Regions from separate parts of the Capra hircus genome. Here region 1 is linked to region 2. Evidence: chromatin contacts called from public Hi-C data. All regions are on one chromosome and are shown on one strand. Each heading gives the region's core, a stretch centred on a gene start, on an enhancer-like site or on the middle of the called end of the contact. The rest is flanking DNA. Distances are from core to core; before and after follow the strand shown.

Region 1 (6,477 bases), core at 700-3,199, 110 kb after region 2:
CTGTGTGACTGGGCCTTTGATCGGCTCTGCCTACACCTAGTTCATGGGGTCGGGGATCGGGGGGTAGGTGATGACTGTTAAGGGCAAGAAATGGTGTGTGTTCTTAAGGAAAGAAAGTCTCTATAGAGTTAAGATACCATGGCCTGCCCCCCGCCCCCTGAGCGCTGTCCAGAGCCCTAAGTGAGCTCCCTGGGTGGGTAAACAGCTGGGAGAAGGCATCTGGCACGAGATGAAGCTGCTGCTGGTGTCTTTGGAGTCTAACGTTTCTGGTTTTGGTTGCCCTGGGTCTCCATCCTTGATGCTCATGGCTGTGGGGGCGAGGATCTACTTTTGTGCCTAATGTCCCCTGGGTGGGGTCGGCGGCCGAAATGCCTCAGATTCAGGTGGGTGTGAGCTGAGCGGCACTGCCCAGGCCCCTGGCCGCCTCGCACCAGTTCTAGAGACTTGTCGCTCCGAAGAAGGGAAGGGCTTTCCTTTGCTTGTTCTGGAATATCACAGAGAGAGCAGGGATTGCTTTTCCTTTGATCTTTCAGTGGGTGTGGCCTGGCTGGTGGTGGAAGGATCCTCTGCTCTCCCCTGCTTACAGGGGGATGAGGTGGGGTTCAGGCTAGAGTCCAGAGATAAGCTGAGGTCTTTGCAGGGGGGAGGGGGGACTCTAGGCTGCCAAGTCCACTGTGGCAGATATGTGTAGGCATGCAAAGCAGTGTTCAGATTGCTCATCTCTGTTACTCTCTTGTCTAAAACTGCACTGTTCAGTTGAGAGAAGTGGGTTAATGCTGCCACAGGGTAGTCAAAAGGCCTGTCTGCAGTTAGCTGGTGGCTATGATGTGAGAGAGAGTGGAGAGAGTGGCTGGCTGTGGAGAGAGTGCGTCTCTTCTGTTTTTCACATTAGTCTTTTTGCCTTTCCGGTAAATGCATGCAAGCGGGGTCACGAAGAGGTCAAGGTGTTTCCTAGCTTTGAGATGCCGTACCAGGAGGAGATGGGCAGAGAGAACGTCGCCCTCCTGCGCTTTCACTGTGGGTTGTAGGGATCTGGTGGCTTGCTTGGTGGGTTCTGGTGGGAAGCCAAGTTGGTCCTTGTCACGCATGGACTTGTCCAGCCCGGCAAGTGGCTTCAAGAAGGACAGGATGGAGCACATGGGAGGGAGAGCTGTGGCTGGGGGACGGGCAGAGGCGTGTCCTCGTCCCACCAAGTTGCCAGACCACCCTGCAGTTGGGTGTTGAGTGGAAAGCATAGATGTTGGAGGAGGCAGCCAGAGAACCCTGACCCCCAGAATACACACGTGCGCGCGCACGCACACACACTCTCTCTCTCTCTCTCTCTCTCTCTCTCTCTGTCTCACTCCTTCCTTCTCTTGGACTTGGGGAGGGCAGATGTGTTCGTTAACGCTCCCCATCTTTGGAACGGATTTGACGAGGTGAAGGGATTACAGCCTTTGGCTTCAGATCCTTTCTGTCTGATGGAATCTTGCTCACCAACCTCATGTGTAGAACAGACCAAAGTGGTGTGAGTCTGCCTGGGGAGGGATTGGAAGGGGCCAGAGCTGTGCCCACTAGACAGCCCCCTCCCCAAACCCTCATGCAGCTCCAAGGCTGGAGACGTGGGAGGCCAGAACCAGCGTGCTGGTCACCCGCCTCTGATAAGAAACGGGGTAGGGCTGGGAGCCGCAGTGTCATTCGTCAGACGCCACTGTGCTGACTGCTGAGCAGGAAGCTGGGTTGTGAGTCTTTACACGCTTGCCCCGAATACTACTGCGAGCTGGTGTTCTGGGAAAGAAGGGCTTTACCTGAGTCCTTCCCTTCTTAGGCTGCTTCCCTCCCCACAAGGAGCTGGCTGCAGTCCTGTGGGGTGGACTGGACTCGGCAGTGACCTCCCCGCGCAAGGCAGAGACCTACCTGAGAGTGGGGCTCCCGCCTCCTGCAGGGCCAGGAAAGACTGCTCGCCCTGTGGCCGTGTGGTGGGTGGTGCTGGCAGCGGCGACGGCCCAGCCAGGGCCTGGGTTGTGTGGGGCCTGCGGCTCAGAGGCCTCCCAGGTGAGAGATGAGGCCAGATGGGGAAGAGCGCGCCAGGCGGTGGAACGCTGCTGGTTCCATGGCCGGTGGGCGTTTGGACCTTGGTTCTGGCACGTGGCAGAGTGTCCTCAAAGGCGCCGAGGCTAATACAAGAGACCCTAGCCCCCTCCCTCCCCTGGCTCTGTGACTTATCTTTATTAAAAACTACTTTGACTGCAGATACGGATTCAGAGGAAGAGGAGGAATTCCTGAAGGACGAGTGGGCTGCCCAGGGCCCCTCCAGCTCCAAACTGACACATTCCCTCCTGTGTGGCATGGTGGCGAAGAATAGCAAGCCAGCTGGCGGCCCCAAGCTGACCAAGAGGGGCCTGGCGGGCGCCCGGACTCTGAAGCCCAAGCCGGCCGCCGGCAGGAAGCAGCCGTTTTGTTTGCTGCTTCAAGAGGTCGAGCCCCGTTCCTCCTTCAGCGATTCCTCGGAGGACTCATTTGACCAAGGTTACTAGCTCCAAACACAAAATAACCTTCCATGTTTCCTATCGAGCGAGTGAGTGCGAGAGCGAGAGCGGAGCGCGAGCGCAGGGAGGGCGGCCGGGAGCCGCTGGGATGGCCCGGCCAGGTGGCCGTCCGGGTCTTGGCAGCGTAGCCTGCTGTATCAGCCTGGGTCCTTTTATTTTTGTTTTTATTTGTACCTGTATCATTGTGATAATACCATTGGCTGGCTCTTTTTGAGCTTTTATATGGACTGTTTTTAGTCTTCCTTCCCTTCTCCCACCTCTGCCCGCCCGCCCCCCTACCCTCGCCTTCCCACCCCTGGACCGCAGGCCTGGGTGGGTCCTCCTAGCGTGGCCGTGGCTGCGGAGGCCTCCCAGGGGACGTTTTGTAAATGGAATTCTGTCGTGTGGGCGTGTGACTTGATGTTTGTACCGCGATTTTGGTAATACCAAGCTTTATTAAACATACCGAGTTCATTTTTAACTAAACCCGTGTGCCTTGTCTCTCTTGCTGTGTCCTGACTGGACCATTAGGGTGCCGCTTCCCTCATCTGTTCCCCCCTCCCCCCTCCCCACCCCCACCCCACCCTCACCCCCCCACCCCACCCCCACCCCAGAAGGGGGTAGATGGAACATGCAGTCTTCGTTGTCTGTTATTCAAGTATCCCTGGGAGCTGTCGGCATGCCTTTCATTTCCCAGGTTTAAAGTCAGCTGCTTTCACCTCAAGCTTCATCTTTTTTTTTTTTTTAAGCTGCTTGTCTTTTGTTTTCTTAAAGCTTTTTATGCAACAGTGGTTAAAAAATACTTGCAAACGCTCATTTTCTAACACGTGTTTCTGCTTTGGAGGGCATATAGGCAGTGCAGGATCAAGAGCACTCTGCGTCCCCGAGTTTTGTTGTGAAATCCCAAGGCTTCATTGCCTTGTTAGGGGCAGAGCTCAGAGGAGCCCCAGGAGTCCCAGGCTGGTCTGCCCCCCGGCCTCACTTAGGCAGAGAGGGTTGGTTTCAGCGACCCTGTGAGCTCCCTGGTAGACTGACTGGTCTCAGTCTTCCAGAACCTCCACTCCCAGATGTCCTGAGGTGGGGGTTAGGGTTTGCTTCAGGGCAGACCCCTTTCAGGGACCCCAGAGCTGGGCGGGGATTGCAGTGCCCTGGGGGTCTGAGCCTGACTGGGAAGCGTTTGGATGATCAGGAGAGGATGGAGCCAGGGCCTCGGGGCTCAGGCTCCCTGTGTGGCTGCCACACCTGAGCGAGCACAGCCTGGGCCGTAGGTCTCCCGCCGGCCTCGTCTTGTGAGGCCTCTGTGGACACGTCTGGCTGGTTCCCCATTCCCCTCTCGCCTCCCCGGGGCTGGGTCCCCACGCCTCCTCCCCTTCAGAGGCCAGAGTTCCAGCTTCCAAGGTTTGGAGCTCTCCCGCCCTAGCCCAGAGCCCACAGAGAAGCAGGCAGCATCCCAGATCTGGTAGCCAGGGGCCCACCCACCAGAACCAGACCCAGCATCAGACAGAGCCTGTGCAGGGGGCAGGCGGGTCTCCGCTGCACCCAGACCGTTGGTCAGGTCTCCAAAGGGATATTTGGGTAATAGGGCCTTCCTGACGCCTGGTACTAAAACACCTAACTGGCTTGGCTTCTCTGGTGTGTCTGCTTTCTCCCCCCAGCAGCTTGGCCATACCTTCACCCTTGACCCCTCCCCATGACGCTTTGAATGTCTGTTTCGGTCTCTTGCATTTGCTCTCACGCTGCACTCTGGACGCACAGCGAAGGCTGGGAGTAGGGCAGACGCGCAGCGGGTCACTGAGCTTGGGTGCGAGCCCGGCTCGTTGCTCCGTAGGTAGGCACAACCCCTTTCTCTGTGTCCCCTCTGCACCCCCCACCCCTCGGGGTTTGCCCCCACCGGCTATGGCAGCAGCGGATCACTTTGGCATTTACGGATCGGGTTTTGAAAAACCAAGTGACAAGAGCCAACCCCCACATATTGAGCCAACAGGTGGTTTTTTTTTTCCCCCTGGGGAAAAAAAAAGTTTTTCTGCATTTCCTCAGGTTTCTTTGTTGGGACTTTTTCCTCCCCCTGCCCTTGGCAAGCTCTGTTGCCTCAGGTGTGGATAACTCCAGAAAGGCTCCTTGGTCCCGAGACACCTTCCCTCTCTCAGCTTCCCCTACCCGCTTGGGCTCTGGCCTGAGCAGGCTGGCCACCCTGGGAGGGAGCCAGGGCGGGCCCGCAGGCTCGTGGAAGCACGAGGTGGGAAAGGGTCTCGGGAGACCAGAGTGACCCAGGCGGCATTTCTTTTGTGGGAGACATGCCCTTTCTTTTGGCTTTTTGCTTTCCAAACATTCTTCCATCTCGCAGTGCCGGGTTCAGGCCACTCCTGGCTTTCTGGGATCCAATGCAGACATTCCAGACATCCAGAAACCCAGAGCCAGAGCGAGAACCCTGGGTGGGAGAGAGAGCCGGAGTCTCCACACCTGAGCAGCCCCACGTCCCACCCCACAGCCCTCCCCCCCGCCCAGCCAGCCCCTTGCCCGCCACCCTGCTCAGATTGGCCAAGCCCCAAGGTGGAGGGGGGCCTGCCCGAAGCGGGGGACCCAGGCGCTGCCAAAAGTCTGCCTACACTTAGCCTGCTTTGCCGCTGTGGCCCACTGGGCGGAGACAGAACCATGTGACGTCCGCAATGTGAATGGATCGCAAGTGTGCACTGCCTGCCTGCCGCCTGCCCGCCCCGCCAGCCTCCATCCCGCTGCCCCCATCGCTCAGGGAGCCGGGTCTCCGTCCGCTCACCCCTCCTAACAGCCCTCCTCTCTCTCTGCCTCCTTCCTTTCTCAGCCCCTTCCGGGCCTCCCTCAAGCTCTCGTCCGCCTCCCTCACCGAGGGCTCCCTCGGCTGGGACAGGCAGACCAGACCCCCCCACCGCACCCCCTGTCCTCCCTGGCACCCCTGAGGCCACCTCTTTGGGCCGCTCGCTGCAGCACAGCAAGCAGGCGGCTTGGGGGCGTTGGCAGGAGAATGTGGAGTTGGCCACCATCTAGGGCTCACCCACCCCTGGACCGTGACTCCCGGCCCCCAGACAGTGCAGAGAGGCAGTAGCTCATAGTCCTCCTTCCTCTTCTTGTTGGTGAGTCCCCTCCAGGCTCCCAGCGCCCCGGGCAGACGGGCACCTCCTTGGCCATAGCACCTCACGGGCAGAAGGCTGGGTGCCCTCCCACCCACCGCCCTGGTGGGGTCAGCTGAGCTGTCTCCCCAGAAAGGCGGGGAAGCTGGCCTGCACCTCCAGGCCGTCTCTCTTTCTGGCGGAGGACTTAATTCACGTGCACGGAAGGTCACCTTCCCTGGTTCGGCCTCCAGCTGCACTGCCCGCCCCGCCTTTGTGCTGATGGTCCGAGCTGGGCCAGTTCTTGGGGAGAGGCACCTTTCTGTCTCACCACCCAGCAAGGTGGGCTGGGGCTCCCTGACTTTCCCGCTAGGCCGTGGGCGGTGAGCTGCCAGCCCCGGGTTCGAGTCCTGCTCTGCCGCCTGAGCACCTGACTGTGCGGAGCAGAGTGGGCCGACCGGCCCTGCGGCTCCCTTCCCGCTTCCTGGCCCCGGAGGTGTAGCAGGGCTGTGGCCCCGTTGGCTGAGCTGAGCTGAGCTGAGATTCTCACAGATAAGGAAACAGTAGCTCAGAGAGGACTGTGGATTTGCCTCAGGCTTCCCCAGGGTGCTGGGCCTCAGCTGTGGACCCCAGAGCCCGTTGAGGGTTGCCGTCATGGGAGCCCCCTACCCACTCGGAGATGAGACCGAACTCCACCTTCTACTGCCAGCCGACCCCCAGGCCTCCTGCGGGCAAGACCGCCCCCTGCCCGCCCCCACACACCCTGGGGCCAGCGCCCGGCCTGCGCCCTCAGGGTCCTCCCGCCCTCCTGCCCCCCCCGCCCTCGCCTCCCTCCTCCTCCTCCTCCTCCCGCCTCCTCCCCCAGCTTTCACGTGTGTGTTGGGTTG
Region 2 (6,160 bases), core at 3,437-5,936:
CTCTCCTACATGGCCATCCCAAGCCTAAGCTCCCCTGTGGCTGGGAGAGCCCCTGGCCCACAACCTCGCCCATGTGAGATGCCGCCAGCCTCTCCCAGGGCTCCTGGGCGAGCACGTCCTCGCACCGTGAGTCCACGTGGTGTTTCCGGGGAGCATCGTTTCCGTGCCCGTTGCCGGGTCGCGGCTCCTCGTTGGTGGTCGATCCCCTCATTCCTGGTGGGCCCTACTGCGGGGCTCTTTCAGGGAGGGGCAGTGCTTGGGGCCAGTGAGCCCACAGTGCAGCTGCCGTGCCATCGCCTGTTGTGGGCCCACCTCTCCGCTACTGGCTTTCCCTGCCATCCGTGTTCACTGTGGATTCAGGTTACGGCTGTGGGTCCAACAACCTCCCCTACTGACCCTCCTACGCCCTAAGCTTCCTCTTAAACCTGCCGCTTGTCCTGGCCCCCGGTCCGAGAACGCAGGCAGCCAAGCCTTTTGGTTGGTGTATAAAACTCAGCTCCGTGGGCTTTGAATGACAGCTGCGGGGAATCTCTGGGGCACCTGCCAGACGTGAACCTGACCCCTGCATGCGCAGAAAGTTCAGAGACTCCTGTAAATGCTGCTGCCGTGGGTGTTAACCTGGGCACATGGCAGCTGCCTTTGGCCAAGTGAGTGTGTGCTGTCAGTCTAGCAGGAAACGGTGAACTTGGCTTCGCCTGCAATTTGTAGGGAAGCAGTTAAGCGATGTCTGCAGGGTCCGCTCCAGTGGGACACTCCAGATCCTGTGACCTCTCACCTATGTGCTCCGGAAGCTCTCTGTGGTGCTCCGGAAGTTCTCCTGGTCCCTGGAGTCCTCTGCGAGGGCCAGCTATGTCAGGTGCAGAGATCCTCCTGGGGTTTCTAAGCCTTCCAGCGCACACTGGAGAAGTCAGGGTTGGGGGTGGCATCTAAGTCTCAAGAGAGGTTGACTGCAGTTGCCTCTGGTGGCTGTGCGCCTGCCAACCAGGCCTGGTGAAGCCCTTCCCGATGCTAAAGAGTTTTCTTTTTTCAGTAAGTGTGCTAAGTCGCTTGAGTCGTGTCCGACTGTGTGTGACCCTAGGGACTATAGCCTGCCAGGTTCCTCTGTTCATGGGGTTCTCTAGGCAAGAATACTGGAGTGGGTTCCATGCCTTCCTCCAGGGGATCTTTCCAACCCAGAGAAGGTGGTATTTTTAAAAGATCTGTAAATACGCGTAACCTGAAGTTTACGGCTTTGACTGTTTCACGGTGTGCGGTTAGCGGGACTGAGCACACTCATAAAGGGAGCCGCGTCCCGCTTTTGCTTCTGTGGGCTGTGCAGACGTCTTCTCAGTCTCCAGCCTTCCATGTCTCTGCACTTCGTTCAGATTTAGAAGCAGCAGGTGTTTGAGGGGCTGTAGGCAAGGGTGGAGAGCTCACAAGATTCTGCCTCCTTGTGGGTCTGTGTGTCCCCCTTGCCCATCCGGGCCTTTGCAGAAGGTGTGCAGTGTTTACACACCAGGCCGTGTCCTTCCCTAGCGGGTCCTGGAGTTTGACAACCGGTCCAGCAGGAACGTATATCGGCCCCCAGGACTGGAGTGTGGACCTGGAGCAGCCCTTCCCGGGGAGGGGAGTCTGCCCCGAGTGGGTCCCCAGGGGCATGAAGCGCTTAGGCCCCCTGGAGAGGGAACGTGGTGCCACGGCAGTGCCCCTGGCAGCCGTCGAGTGTGGCCCGGGGGTCCCAGCCTCCCCTCCCAGATCTCCATGTCCCGCGGATGGGGAAATGTGACGGAGGAGGCCAGGCTGGGCACAGAGTTACAGACGCTCCATCAGCCAGGAGGTCTCTGGAGTCATAGGGCTCAGGCCGCCCCACCACACGGTCCTTGTGGGGTCGCCGGTCCTTGCAGTTTGCTGTCGCCTTTCTCAGGAGAAATCCTAGCAAGAGTTTTCTCCTCCCTGATGTTCATGATCTTTGTAAAAACTTAGACTGTGGATCAAGCTGTTTTCAAGTGGAAGCTCCCCTTGAAAGTGGCCAGCAGTTCTAGGATGGAGTTGTTATGTGGTTTTGTGCTGATTTTGTTGAGTTAGCGCTCCATCAGGGGAGTCTCTGTGTGTTGTTAAATCTGCACACATTCCCTTTTAATGCCGTTTGCTGTCCGTCACAGGACGTTGTGGTGGCTCTGGCCTGGCCTTCACAGCTGACTCTGCACTCGTGACGCCCTCTTCTCTCAGCCTGCACCTGGGAGCCTGGAGAACAGCCGGGTGTTGTGGGGGGGCACTCCCCACTCACCATTGTGTCTCTGCCCTTGGTGTCTGGGCCTGAGGTCGACGCTGGCTGGGTAGACTTCCTGGCCGCAGGCTGGGGCCGTGGCGCGGACCCGCTGAGCGGCTGAGGTGCCCGGAGCCCTGTGCGTGCTGGAGCGTGGCTCCCCCGTGGGCTCCTCCTGCCATGTCCTGCCTCTGTGGTTCCCGCCGCCCCAGAGCCCTGTGAGCTGTGCGCCCCGAGCCCCAGCACAAGTGGGGGGACCGAGGCTCTGAGAGGCGGTGGAGGTGTAGCAGGACCCGCGCTGGAAGGACTCGTCTGTGTTCCCACAAGGCCTCTACTGCGGGGCATGGGGTCCCGGCTGCGCTTCTGCGAGGCGCCCAGCAGGTGGTGCCTTGGCTCAGGGTGATGGCGCCGGCTTCAGACATCACAGCAGGACACGTTCCACCCGGAATCATGACCAGGAGGGGCTTGTCGCCACCCTTTCTCACGCGGTTCCCTGCCTCAAGCTCAGAGGATGACTGAAGCACCTGCCCGCTCACCTGCACGCCTCTGAGGTCCAGCGGTTACGATTCCAGGCTTTCCCTGCCTTGGCTGGGATTCCATCCCTCATCGGGGCACCGAGATCCCACAAACCACCCGGTACAGCCAAAACAACAAAATAAGGCAAAACAAAACAGAAAATCATGTACGGAACCTGACCTGCCGGCCCTGTTACAGGCAGAGACCTGAGTGTCCTGGCCTCCTGCCTGCACAGCTGAGGGGATGGGCCCAACACAACCTTCACACCAGGCAGACGGCCGGGGGCTCGGGACAGAGAAAGGACCCAGCCTCCCCTGTGAGGAAGGCCGGAAGAGCCCTGCTTCTGGAAAGTGCGGAGCGGGCCGTGGTCCGCTCTGGTACAGGTGGTGGTGACCTCCTGGAGGGGGGTGGCTGCAGTCTCATGTGGGCGCTGGTCACACGGGTCCACACAGCCCCTGGAGCACGTTGGTGCAACCCTTTCCACCCTTCAGGCAAAGCCCACTCATGTTAGTGGAGGGAGGGGACCACCTGTCACCGGAGGCGGGTGGGCCAGCTCTGTGGAGGCTGAACTCACAGCCGTGACCCAGCCAAGCTCCAGGCTCCCGTCCTGCAGCTGGGCCTGAGGCAGGGTTTACACCGAGCTCTTCCTGGTGGCGGCAGGACTGTTTATTTTTAACAGAAGACGGAACACAACCCAAGAGCACATCAGTAGGATTTGCTGTTTAGTCCGTCATTCATGCTTGACTCATTTGCGACTCCATGGACTGTGGCCCTCCAGCTCCTCTGTCCATGGGATTTCCAGGCAAGAACCCTGGAGTGGGTTGCCGTTTTCCTTCCCCAGGGGATCTTCCTGACCCAGAGGTTGAACACACGTCTCCTGCATTGCAGGTGGACTCTTTACCACTGAGCCACGTGGGAAGCCCCCCATTTGTAGGAGGGCTGGGAAGTAAATTATGACACATCCGGCCAATGTAATGAAACGCAGCCTATAAGAGACTTGGGGTCACCACGGGGAAGCTTTCAGTGTGTCTCAAAAGCAGGGGCGTACCCTGTTTCTCTCTGGCGCCTCTCGGAGATGTTTCTTGAAGGCTATGAGAAGTCTGCGGTGTTGGTCCTGGAGGTGTCTTTGTTGGGGGGAAGGGGTGATGCCCCAGGGACACCCCAAACCAGCTGCTCTGTGTTCCGCTTCACCCCAGCCCCCCTCCTTCAGGCCTTGCTGGTGAAAGAGCCTCACATCGAGTTACAGCTCCAGGGGCCTAAGCCCATGGGGTCTACAATCCTGTTTCTCCATGTGGGTGGGGGACCTGTTAGCCCTGACAGGGAGGGTCTCTCCCTGCCCGCTCCTCTGCATGAAGGCGGATCCAGGCTGCCCCAAGGGGCCCTGGGGGTCCCTGCAGGCTTGGCGGGGAGCTCGGAGGGCACGCCCCGCACACCCGCCTGGAGCGCGTCTTGAGTTCTGGGAAGCTTTAGTAACTGTTTTACTCTTGGCCACCGCCCACCTCCTTGCTTCTTGAAAATCCCTGTTGCAGTGAGAGGAGCTTTTATAAAAGGTCTTATGATTTTGGCTTTTCTATAACACTTTTATCTGGGTGGGGCAGGGGGGCCGAGGCTGCCAACTTTCATTTCTTTTCTAGTTTCTCAGGCCAAGAAGCAAGCCAGCGCTGCTGCCAGCCCGAGGCCTCACCCAGCCCCTCCTGGAGCCCTTCCAGCTCCGAGGTACCTGCAGGGCCAAGCATGGAGACCGAGGTCCCTGGGGCCCCCTCACGCACTCACAGACCTCAGGCTCAGAGCTGCCTGCTCAGAACGCCCCTCTCCGTCCGCTGGGCCATGGCTGGGCCTGAGGTCCTGAGGCTGTGGCTGCCCTGTCGAGTCCTGTGTCGGTGGCGAGCTTGGGGCTCAGCCTCCCGGACAGCTGCCCCCTCATGTCAGCCACAGGCAGATGCGCCGCGGGCCGCCCCTCCTCGTCCCCCCGCCCCTGATCGCTCTGCGGCCACGTCCCCTTGGCTCTTTGCTGTGGCGTCCGAGTCCTCCATGGGCCTGTCTTTTGACATGTTGACGTGTTTGTGCCCTCGGACCCAATGGCCCTGTTTCTGGAATTTATCCTGAGGAAACAACTGTGTCAAACGAGGCTTACCAATATGGTCATGGGAAGGGGTCCTTAAACTGTGTCCCCTGGGGAAGTGGCCCACTGGCCGGGACAGAACCATGGAGGAGGTGGTCCCCGGCCCGGGTGCTTTATTGCTTTGGGCGCAGGTTGGACATAGCCCCAAGGACTGAAGGAAATTCACCAAACCCGACTCACGTTGTCTGCATCCTGAGACATCAGCCAGGCCGTGTCCAGGAGGAACGTGCTCAGCACAGCTGGAGAGGGTGCGTTGGTGCCGCGGGAGGGGCTGGCAGAGCTGCCGGGGGCTGGGGGCCCTGTGCTCACCTTACACTTTGGCATGTTTTCTCTCTGAACACAACAATGGTTTTAAGACAAGCAAAATCTTGTCTGCTCCCTGGAGGCTCGGAGAAGGCATTTGGGGCAGCTGAGCTTCTCAAGTACCCAGACGCCCCTTGGAAATCCCCTGGTGTATGTGTAGAAAGTTTTCTTCGGCGTGGCTCCTCCCTTCCGGCCGCTGCGAGCGGCAGAGTCAGTCTAGTTGAACCTTCTGAAGCTCTGTATCTTGTTGGTGCCCTTGGGCCCCCCAGGAGGGACGGCATCCAGGGCGGCGTTTCCTCTCGCCTTCTAGAGCTTTTGTTGCCCCTTGTGGGGGCCAGGTGGCCGAGCTCGCAGATGCCAGGTTCAGAGTGTGTGTGGACTGAGTGCGGGCTCCAGACATCCTGCCTCTTTCTACCCTAGATGAGATCCAGGCTAGCTGTGTGAGGGGAGGTAGGGGCTTCCCCGCTTCTGCTGCCCGGGATGGTGTGGGGGTTGCTGAGGGTGGAGCCGGGCATGGGGGCCGGTGCCCCGGTGGGGTTGCCCGGGAGGACACGCGCACCATGCCTGGAGGTGAGCCCATCAGCCTGGCAGGCCTGGCTTTTGTCCTTGCAACCTGAGGCTGCATGCAGCCGTGGGTCTTTTCGTCTCGTGGTGCGATTCGCCCTGGTCAGAGGAGCGGCCCTCAGAGGCAGCCTCCCCTGCTGTGGCTCATCCGTCTCGTTCTGAACATGGGGGGCAGCAAGGAGTTTAATTTTCTTTCCTTGTATCGATTTACTCCAGTCTCAAACCACACTTGAACTGTACACACAAACATTACAACCCACGTGCACGTGACCCTGCAAAGCCCGTGGCTCTACGGCCCTCCACACAAGCCCCACCAAGAGCCTGTCTCCTCGCCCCGGGAAGGGGGAGGGAGCCCCAGCCCCACCCTCGGAGGAGCGCTGGCTCTGCCTGCTGTTGCCCCTCGTCCGTGT

The links. A called contact is a pair of places that touch in the nucleus more often than the background predicts.
Region 1: a contact with region 2 is called in a Hi-C map of blood, with 1.9 times the contacts expected there. The contact joins two enhancer-like sites. A contact is called at or near these places in 2 of 5 Hi-C or Micro-C datasets (both in blood).

What each region holds. Positions count from the first base shown.
Region 1 is chr25:39,793,547-39,800,023 of ARS1.2, forward strand. TNRC18 (trinucleotide repeat-containing gene 18 protein) reads left to right here. Exons shown (of 28, transcript XM_018040297.1): 15 at 2,233-2,508. Among named protein-coding and RNA genes, the nearest start is that of TNRC18, 52 kb to the left of the region's middle. Within about 2 kb of position 1,950, at least 1 of the 5 cell types and tissues checked has an H3K27ac peak or open chromatin away from gene starts, as enhancers often do.
Region 2 is chr25:39,684,310-39,690,469 of ARS1.2, forward strand. All of the region lies in intron 4 of FBXL18 (F-box/LRR-repeat protein 18), which reads left to right. Among named protein-coding and RNA genes, the nearest start is that of FBXL18, 19 kb to the left of the region's middle. Within about 2 kb of position 4,687, at least 1 of the 5 cell types and tissues checked has an H3K27ac peak or open chromatin away from gene starts, as enhancers often do.